Linked DNA regions of Hordeum vulgare: region 1 is linked to region 2. A link is a contact called in public Hi-C data. All regions are on one chromosome and are shown on one strand. The core of a region is the stretch at or near the end of the contact, and the rest is flanking DNA. Distances in the headings are between cores, read along the strand shown. Region 1 holds the start of LOC123425593 (importin-5-like). Region 2 has its middle 340 kb from the start of LOC123429814.

What was found. A called contact is a pair of places that touch in the nucleus more often than the background predicts.
Region 1: a Hi-C map of seedling shows a contact between it and region 2, with 4 times the contacts expected there. The contact joins the promoter of LOC123425593 here to the enhancer-like site in region 2. A contact is called at or near these places in 1 of 6 Hi-C or Micro-C datasets (seedling) and 1 of 1 datasets of contacts at active chromatin or transcription factors (embryo).

What each region holds. Positions count from the first base shown.
Region 1 is chr2H:146,160,667-146,165,892 of MorexV3_pseudomolecules_assembly, reverse strand. It overlaps LOC123425593 (importin-5-like), which reads right to left and starts at 1,426. Exons shown (of 20, transcript XM_045109283.1): 1 at 103-1,426. The coding sequence starts at 1,356.
Region 2 is chr2H:145,356,833-145,361,712 of MorexV3_pseudomolecules_assembly, reverse strand. No RefSeq gene overlaps it. Among protein-coding and RNA genes, the nearest start is that of LOC123429814, 340 kb to the left of the region's middle. Within about 2 kb of position 1,457, at least 2 of the 3 cell types and tissues checked have open chromatin away from gene starts, as enhancers often do. A contact at or near this core is called in seedling, where this site is marked.

The DNA.
Region 1 (5,226 bases), core at 177-2,676, 800 kb before region 2:
AGCAATGTTAATGAATGGACATTTCTTTTAAGCATTGCAACGAGGTTTTGAAGTAACAAACTATTGCAAAGGTAATCAAAAGGTCAGGGTTATTAGGCTAACCTTTGCGCATCCTTCTGCAATCTGTGCAAGCGTGATGAGCGCAGCATGGTGCTTCTGCCACTCTGGAGCAGAAAGATATTGTGGAAGCAGCTCAGATGCAATCGGCACGACTGCATTCCCACCAATGGCAATGGCAAGGCGGTCAAGGCACTCCTGCGCCACTCCATAGTTGTTCCCTTCACCTGCATCTTCATCCTCGGTTTCCGCAGTGTGCCAGGAAGGGTCATCCTCTACATCAAGCAACATCTGCATAAGTACTTGGAAGAGCCTGCCAACAAACTGTGGGAGCCGGCGCATCATTCCTGGTGCACGCTCCCTGGCCTCAGCAAGAGTAATGACAAACTCGACAGCCAGGTGCCTAGTTCCATCCTCCAACTGTGCAGCTTCCGCTATTTGCAGCATTGCTCCTGCCACATCGGCAATTTGTCGCCGCAGGAACCTTGGCTCTGCACCAGCCAGCTCGACAAGCAGCTCCAGTGCCTCCTGCGCAGATGCCTCCTGGGCCGAGTTGAGGCAATCCGTGAGCGCCCTCATCATGGCAGGCAGCAAATCCTGCATCTTATCTCTGTCCGAGTTAGTGGGCAGGCACTGAACGAGATTGACGGCGGCGCTCAGCGCGGCGATGCGAACGTCAGGCGACGTCGGGTGCGCCAGGGCAGACGCTAGAAGGTTGTGGATGGTCATCAAATGGTCGAGGAGAGACTCGGCGATGTAATCGGCGAGGCGCGCGAAGATGAGCAGCGCCGACTCCTGCAGGTTTGGCGCCTCGGGGGTAGAGGCGGCGCGGAAGAGAAAGGGCAGCAGCTCGGCCCAGGTGTTCTCCGGGAGGAGGAGCGTGGCGAGCTCGGATATGGCGTCGCAGACCTTCTTGGCGATGGGCTTGGGGGGGTCGGACTGGAGCGCGGCGAGGAGGTGGGCCTTGAGCGCGGCCTGGCCGTCGGGGGAGAGGAGGGGCCAGAGCGGGGGCGGCGCGGCGGCGGAGGAGTCGGAGGAGGAGGTCGGGGAGAGGAGCTTGCGGAGGAGGACGGCGGCCATGGCGCGGAGCTCGGCGGGGGTGGCCGGCGCGGCGAGCGAGGAGGCGAGGCGCAGCGCGAGGGGCTCCGGGTGGGAGCCGCGGAGGCGGTGGAAGGCGGCCTCGGCGGCGGCGCGGTCGGCGTTGGAGGCCGACATGAGCGTGGAGAGCAGCGCGTCGAACGCCGCCGGGTCGCCGCCCAGCAGCGCCGCGGCCGCGGCCTGGTCCTCGGCGGACGCCATCGGATCGGGTCGGCGGCTAGGGTTTTTGCGGGAGGAGGCGGCGGGAATGTGGAAGGGAGGGTGGACAGAGGACGCGACGGGCGCTCGGGATGGGTTTAATAATATATGGGTAGGGTTTGGGGAGGTGCGGCTCGGCCGCTCGGTGGTGGGGCAGAAGGAGACGAGGACGGAGCAAGGGGTTTGGTTTGGTTTGGTTTGGTTGGGCGGGTCGAGCTGGATTGGGTCCGGTCCGGGCGGGAGGGAGAGGTTTGGGTTCGGACGGTTTCGCGGGATTCCTTACTCCTGTCTGCCTGCCTCGCTGCTTTTGATTATTCCCTCGGTTTTATGTCCAGTCGAGTCGAGTCGCGTCTGGGAACTGGGATGAATTTCGTTCGTTCATTCTTCCTGGGATTTGCTTCTCGGGGCGCGCTCCCTACTTGCAGCGAGGCCGCCGTGCTGCGCGCGAGGTGAGCTGGGGATGGAATGGAAGGGAGTGATTGGCCATTGATGGGTACAGCCAGGCGGCCAGGTTCCATCGCACGCAGCGTCATGATTGATCGCGTGGTTGGTGACAGGGAAGACAACTGGCGCCTCGTAGATGGCTAGCTTGGGGATTTCCTTTACCTAAAATACACGAGCGTGCAATATCATGATTTATAGAAAAAAGAGGGTGAAGAGCCCCTCTACAAAGTTTACATCATTACTAGGCTTAGAAGAGCCTCACATCATTCACGCTACGCTGCAATAAAAGCAACTATTCGTCACTAACCTGCCTATATAATTCACTAAAAAGGAACTTTAGGTGATCCTTAAGCAGGTCCGCCGACTTCCACACGCGACCTTCACGATCAATGTTGCGCAGTGTTGTTTAAAATGGTGGTGTTTCGCCGTCAAAAACAATTGCATTGTGATGCTTTCACAATACTCATAAATATAAAGTGATGATCGCCTTGAGGTCTTTCGGTGTACAATGGGTCCCCACCCGTGTGGAGCACCATTCCACCAAGTCGTCTTCTATCGTTGGCGCCTGTCCGGGAGCCTCATGGCACTCCAAACCCAGAGTCATAGTGTACGTGTGAAAGAGCGTTATATCGACTAGAGGGGGTGAATAGGAGATTTTTAGAATTTCATCACTGAGGAAATTCCTCACAGATGACTAACTTACAGCGGAAACAGTTAAGGATCAGTTGTGCAATCGTTCAAGACAGCAGTATTACAGAGTGAAGATTATGAAAACAGATTGCACAATAAGCAGGCACGCAGAATACAGATGATGATTAACTCAAGTGAAGAATTTGGGGTTGAGGAAATTCACAGAAAGTCTTCAGCAAATTCTTCAAACAGTCGCAGTGAATGTCATCAACACATAATACAGAGAATGTAAAGAGTTGAGGAATTAGAACCCGATTCTTGGTGAAGACTGTTGTTGATGACCCAGTTCCAACTGCTGTGACAGTTGTACATCTGGTTTGGAGCGGCTTGGTATTTAAACCAAAGGACACCCAGTCCCGGGACACACAGTCTCTACCGTATTCTCCTTGAGCTAAGGACACACAGTCCTCGTCCAACACTCGTGGTAAGTCTTCAGGGCAGACTTCCAAACCCTCACAAACTCGGTCACCCGGCGATCCACAATTGACTGCTCGATTGCTCTAGACCATGACGCCTAACCGTCTGGAGGATGCACAGTCCTCAAAGGTAAAAGGCTTCAGTCCCACACAGGAACAACTTTTTCAGTGATGCTCAATCACTAGGTTTGGTTTGTGGTTTCGGTGGGTGGTGTATTTCCTCACTGATGATTTACTCTCGAAAGCTCTGAGGAATTTGGGTTGCTCTTATGACAAGTGTCAGTTTCTAACGGAGCAGCCAACCAGCTAGTGGTTGTGGGGGCGGCTATTTGTAGCCTGGGAGCATCCCGACATGATTTGACATTAATGCCCTTAACAATATGACCGTTGGAGTGGATAAGACCAGTGACTTGGCGTGGCTATCGAAACGGTCGGGACCCTCAACTGTGAGAGTTCTCATGTCACTCATATTCCTCACTTGAGGCTTTTGATAGGATTTGGCTTGGGTTGAGCATCATGAGGAAATCCATTCCATAGTGTTACTTTGACCCCCTTTAACAGTACGGTGTTCCTATTCATCAAATGCGAAGAAAGTAAAACAGAAAACGTAAATCTTCATGCTTCAATTTCTTCAGAACGATTTTCTTCAGGAACCACCGATCTTCTCAATATCAATATCTTCATGAGGAATATCAATTTCATCGCAGATTCTTCGCGATTCATTTCTTCAGCTTCAGACCAATTTCTTCAACTGAAGACATATATTTTTAGGGGTCGATATTCTTCAAATATCTCAAACTCCTCAATGACTTATAGATCATGTGTACACTTATAAACACATTAGATACTTAACCTATAAGTCTTCAAACCACCAAAATCACTAAGGGCACTAGATGCACTTACAGTCTCCCCCTTTTTGGTGGTTGATGACAATTAGGTTAAGTCTTCAACAGGGAATAAAAATGTGAAGTGTAAATACTTAATTGAGGAATTTGAAGACAAGATTCACAGAGACTCCCCCTGAAGATGTGCATACCTTGAGGATTTTGCTTTTATAGCATATGCACATTGATGATTTATATCATGGAGATCTCCCCCTGAATCTTGTAAATCATGCATACATATAACATATCATATGAAGAAAATGAAGATGCATGATGGCAAATGGTATCTGATGAATTCCAGCATGCGTGCATTAAAACTTGAGGAATAAGCATGCGAAGAAAAACGTTCAAAAAGCGTCAGAGTACCATCGGGCTTAAGTTACAACTCATTACATAAAAACTTCAGAAGAGCCAAGAGTTTGTAACTTAAATATAGTTCATAAGCCCCCAAAAATAACTCCCGTTTGAAGACTAACTCTCAAGTTTCTCCCCCTTTGTTATCAAGTGAAAAAAAGGGACAAACAGAGGACTAACGCCTGTGAAGACTTTATTTCTTTGCGGTTGATGAAGATCCTTGGCGCTTCTTGGGTGTAGTCTTCTTACTTGGTCCTGTTGCGGTGTCGAGTTGTTCCTCATCAGATTGGGCGGTGCGGAATGACGAGAAGGAGCTGTCTTCAAGATCTGGCACTGGAATGGGCCTGAACTTCTTCTTGGGAGGCCACGACCAGTCAAAGTCCTGCTCAAAGTTCAATTCTTCAAGCTCAGTCTGGGTCTTCAGATGTGCAAGGGTAGCCCAGGTGCGATCAAAAACCTCATGCAGATAGTGATGATTAAGCTTCACACTGTTCTGTGTCTCGGTGAGGGTTTTCACAATGGCACCAAACTGGCGTTTGACCCATTTGTGGTTGTGATCCACCTTCTGATGAAGACTGAGAAGAAGCTCTCTGGTATTTAGCACGCGAGGAGGAACTGGGCTTGGTGGACGAGACTCAGTATCGTCCCATGAGGAATATGCATCTGGCTCTTTAAATTGACCATCAAGAGGCCTGCTTCCTTCATCAATTACAGACTTTCCTTTTCCCTCAATGGGCTCGAAAGTCTTCTTGTTGACCCGGATAGGAGGCATATAACCAACATGGTTCTGGAAATCTGCGTGAAAGTTGATGCCTGTCCTTGTCCTGAGGAATCTCATGATCCATGGTGCATAAATTTTGTGATCATATGGGCACATTGCATTGTCAGCCAAAGTCCTCAAGAAGAAATCATGGATATTCATGGGGATACCGTGAATGATGTTGAAAAGGATATTCTTCATGAGGCCGACGACATCTTCGTCATCATCATGGCCTTTGATTGGCGCTAGCACACTGCAGAGAATGCGGTAGACAGACCGGGGTGTGTACTTGAGCTCATGAACGAGGAATGTGGTTCTTGAGGGT
Region 2 (4,880 bases), core at 208-2,707:
CTCAAATGTATGTTGAAGACTTTCATCTGTGATGTTTGAAGAATTTGTCTGAAGACTTTCTTCAAATTTCCTCAACCTCAAATTCTTCACTTTAGTTAATCTTCACCTGCTTAATCTATACTTGTGAACTGTGCAAACCGAATCTCTTAAATTTCGTCTAGTACGTTGTTGTAGTCGTTTTTGCACTCCTGATCATGTGCTATTTCCGTTGCACTAAGTTCATAACTGAGGACTTTTCTCACAAGGAATTTTCTCAGTGATGAAATTCCAAAAATATCCTATCGACCCCCTCTAGTCGATATTACGCACTTTCAATTGGTATCAGAGAAAGGTACTCCCTTATTTTGTGTGATTTTGGTTTAACCACCTAGAGTTTTAGTTATGTTGACCGCATGCATGATCAAGGTTACTGCAGGATGTCCTACCTTCGAAGGAAAGGATTTACCCTACTGGAAAACCAAGATGCAAATGCATCTTCAAGCTATTGACAATGATCTCTGGTATATCACTACAAGAAATGAGTTCTTAAGATGTCGTTGATGAATTCGTCATAAATCTATGACGATTTCATCCGAGATTATCGTAAACCGTTTGAGGGGATCAAATCTACATATAAATTACGACGATGTGAGTCAAAAACGTCGTAACCGCATAAGATGAGATCGTCATAACTTTTACGACGATTATAAAAATGTCGTAACATGTTCTAACTATGTTGACATGTCACTCGTGGGTCCATTCTTTTGTACCTAGAAATGTTTTTCGAAAAAAACAAATAGCTGCAGTTCAAATTTGACCTGCTTCCAACTGGATTGGCAGAAAGTTCTATTTTTCACAAGAGGCGGATAAAAGCTTTTCGCACCCAACCATTTGGTCAATTGTATATTAAATATGTACTAGTATTTTAGGAAATTGATGGAGTTCAATTTTGCAATAAATATTTGGTAGGTTCTTCACAAAAAAACCATTTTTTCCACTCCAAAAATGATTAAAAATAGCTAGAAAGATCAGAAATGCATACAAATTGGTCCTCATCCATAGTGTTTCTCCAATGAAATATATACATGTGTACCTAAAAATGATTTTAGAAAATATAACAAGCAAACTATGAAGTAGTTGTACTTCAAATTTGACCCGGTTTATGTTGATTTGGTATAAGTTGGTTTAAATGGCCAAGAAATGCTAGAAAGATCGAAAATGCATACAAGTTGGTTATCATCCATAAAATTTTATATAACTTGAGTGAAAATTCTAGTGGCGACATTTTGCAAAATAATATTGGTAGCTGCTTCACAAACTGTTTGAAATGACATATTTTTCCAACCAATCAGAACACAAATTTCTATTCCCACGGATAACTCCATTATAACCGATGTGAACCGTCCATACCATAGAGTTCCAACGTCTCTCACTTACCTTTCCTAACACACGTTGGCCAACCGCAACCCTACCTCCATCCCTCCCGCAGTCCCGCGACCCAGCAGCAGATCCCCGCCGCTCCCATCCATCACGTCGCGACCCACCTTCCCCTTCCCAAATCTCGCCTCCGCGGCTCCAAGACTCGGCACTCGGCGCTCGGCGAGGGAGGCGCGGTGAGGAGGACGGGGATGGGGTGACTGTTGGACTGCTTCCGCGCGGTTGGCTAGTCTTCCGTGCGGCTCCAAGACTCGGCGCTCGGCGAGGAAGGTGCCCTCACGCTGGGAAGAAGAAGAGGAAGAAGACTCGTGAGACCACTCGATCTCCCCCAAACCCAGAGCCCACCTCGCCGTCTCCGGGCTCCCTCGACCTCGCCGGCGGCGTGACCCCGATGGGATCGACGACGGTCCGGCGCTTCGCGCGGTGGCGGCGGCGGCTGCCGCGTTCATCGCTCTCGCGGCCTTCGGATCCGCCTCGGCGTCCAAGACGCCGACGGCCTTCGTGAAATCCACCGTCAAGGCCCACGACGTCGTCATCTTCTCCAAGTCCTACTGCCCGTAAGCGCCCCTCTTCCTCTCCCTTCTCTCCTCCCCCACTCCTCGATCCGCTGCCTGTCCGCGCCGATGAACTGCGACCTTAGGATTTGGGTGTGGTTGCTCCCCGTCGCGCTCTAATCTAACGGCGGCGCTGTAGGGCATCTAGATATATTCTAGGGCCTTGCTTAGTGAATTCAGCCCCATGGCCTGGTCAAAAATTAATTTGGTCAAGGAACAGAGATATTAGTTTCTCTCTTGCAGGATTGCTGTAGTATGGTGATTTATCCATGTTCTGAACTTGGTCAAAATTGTTTGGATGAGGATGGAGCCAGAGGAACCGAGAGAATAGTCTCTCCTTTCCAGGATCCAACTGTAGTGTGGTGATTTCTTGCTTTCTTTTGTAGTACTAGTAAAACCTGAACCGAAACCTTTTGAACTATGAGAATGCAGATCCAGGCCTCGATCTGCTCTTATTTTTAGATCATCAGGAGGGCAAAAAGGCCCCCGGGTTCCATTGAAAAATGAAACCAGACTACATACAGAGTAAACAAAGTTATAGGAACATCGAAACAAACCAAGGGAAAATAACAGCCGAAGACATGCTCCATTACACAAAGACAGGACGGGGATTCACTTATACATTTTTGTTTTTGGCTAATTGGCTCCGTGTGGTTCGACTTTTCCTTTTTGGTGATGTACTTTAGAGAAATAATTCATAATTAACCTACTAATTCTTTTGGTGAACCAGCGGGGCGAATTGCCAGTTGATGCATTCAGACTATCTGCCCCTGCATGGATATTGTACATAGGGATATCTTCTGAGCCTGGTGGAGGGTAGGGCAGGTATTCCGCCGCATTTTCTCCTGCAACTCAACAATTTTAGGACCTGCTGTCTTATGGGAACTAGGGCTATAATTTCTCTTTCTTCTGCTTTTGAGTGTCCATCTAGGTAGCTCTAGATCTAGCTTTGGTAGCTGCAAACGAATGTTCTTCTTCCTCTTCTTTTGTTAGGGGGTATGTGGTCATGACAAACACATCATATAGGCACCAAGTTAGCCTCATATAACTGAAAATGGAAGATTTTGCTACTGCAATATTTTGCTCTGAGAGTTGGTGGCTAGCGCAATGCACTCCCATGTATCTCCATGTAGCTCTTAACAGTTCCATCAGTCTATAATAATGTACATTGATGTTCCATGATTGACTATTTCATAATACTAAACCACTTGGTATTTATGGTGCATACATAAGCATTGCTTTGAGAACCCGTTGTCAGAAAATTTGGATATTTGATAGTCAGGTTCACTTGCATTATTAACGGGCACTTTGCATGGGCGCGGCACCTCTGCCTACTAGTTCTTACATTATACTTCTCCTTCCTTTGCTCAGCTCAGTTTACATGAGCTGACGGTTAGTGTTTTTATGCTCGTCAATTGGCAATTGATAGTCATCCTGTTTATTACCTACCTCTCAGGTGTTGTTCTTTCTCTAGCTTTGACACATTGATGCTTGTTTAGTTCCTGTTATGTACTGTAGGCAGAATAAAAGAAACATCGGCATGGTTCTAAAATCTGTCTATTTGTTGCAGGCCCTGACAACATGGAGCACTTGAAGAGGATCGCCGAGTAGATGCAGAAGCAGGTTGCTGCTGCACGCGCACTGCAGGCGCCATCTAGCCCAAGGAGGAGAATGACTCGGAGTTTGGATGTATTATGTAAACCTGAAAGATGTATTATGTGAACCTGAGAGATATATTATGTGAACCTGGGAGATGTATTGTGTTATGTAAACTTGGGAGATGTATTATGTGATGTTATATGATGGATGATGTCACACCCTGTGTTTCACCATCAGTGTTTTGAGTTGCAAAAATCAGGGTTTGTTAAAAAAATTCTAATGATGTTGTGAATGCTATGAATGCCTTCTATGAATGTATGCTTGTTTTCTTATTGAACTAAACCCATGGTAAATTTATTTATTTAATTAAAATAAGTTTCCAAAACTCTTTTCTTTGACATCAGATCACCTCTACCTTGCTTGGGTTACACTACTAGCTCATGATGCCTAGTAGCACTCCCAACCAAAGTTGGTGATCTGAACTTAAATACTATTATTATTTGCCAAAAACATTGTTTAATGATTTAAAACATTATTTTTCTATTTTAAATGCATGTCTGTTTCTAAGGCCATGAATGATATTCCCACAAGGAAAAATGCTTCTCTGACTTAGAAAATTCTGAGAAAAATCATGGAAACTCAGAAGGATATATATTTTTCATACATAAGATTTTCAACCCTATTTTATATTATAATTATTTGAGTAAAACCCCGAAAACCATTCCTGTCTGTTTTAACCTTTTGAGATATTTCCAAAGAAAATATTCTCAATAAAATCTCATTAAATTACAGGAGCCTCCCCAAGCCATATTTGGTGCCCACATAAAATCTCACCTTCATCCAAGGTGGGGAAGGTCACCAAATGAGCCTAAAACCCTCTCTGTCCAGAATAGAGTTGGAACAACTCTACATAGCAAAGTTTGTCTAATAAGGCTGAAACTTTGCAGGGGTGTTTGGCACCTCAAATGAGGACTCCACGCCAAAAATGAGATTTGCTAGACTCTGTTTAGTCACACTCCCTTTGGAGAGGACAGATCTGACCACTTTCATGCATTTTCAAGTTTACAAAGCTAAACTTGTGCAATGGATCTCAAAATTGGTGGAAACCCCTACTTTAACCCCAAGACCAAACCTATTAAGTTGCAGTTCCAATGGTGGAGTCGAAGCACCCCAAACCACTGTCGAACACCTTCTGACAACAAGGTAAAAACCCACCTAGCCACTGTTTTCCCAATGTCAAAGCCTCGAACTTGGTGTATTAGTGCCTCAAACCAACCTAAACACCCAGTTAACTGGCCCCTCCCCAGTTCA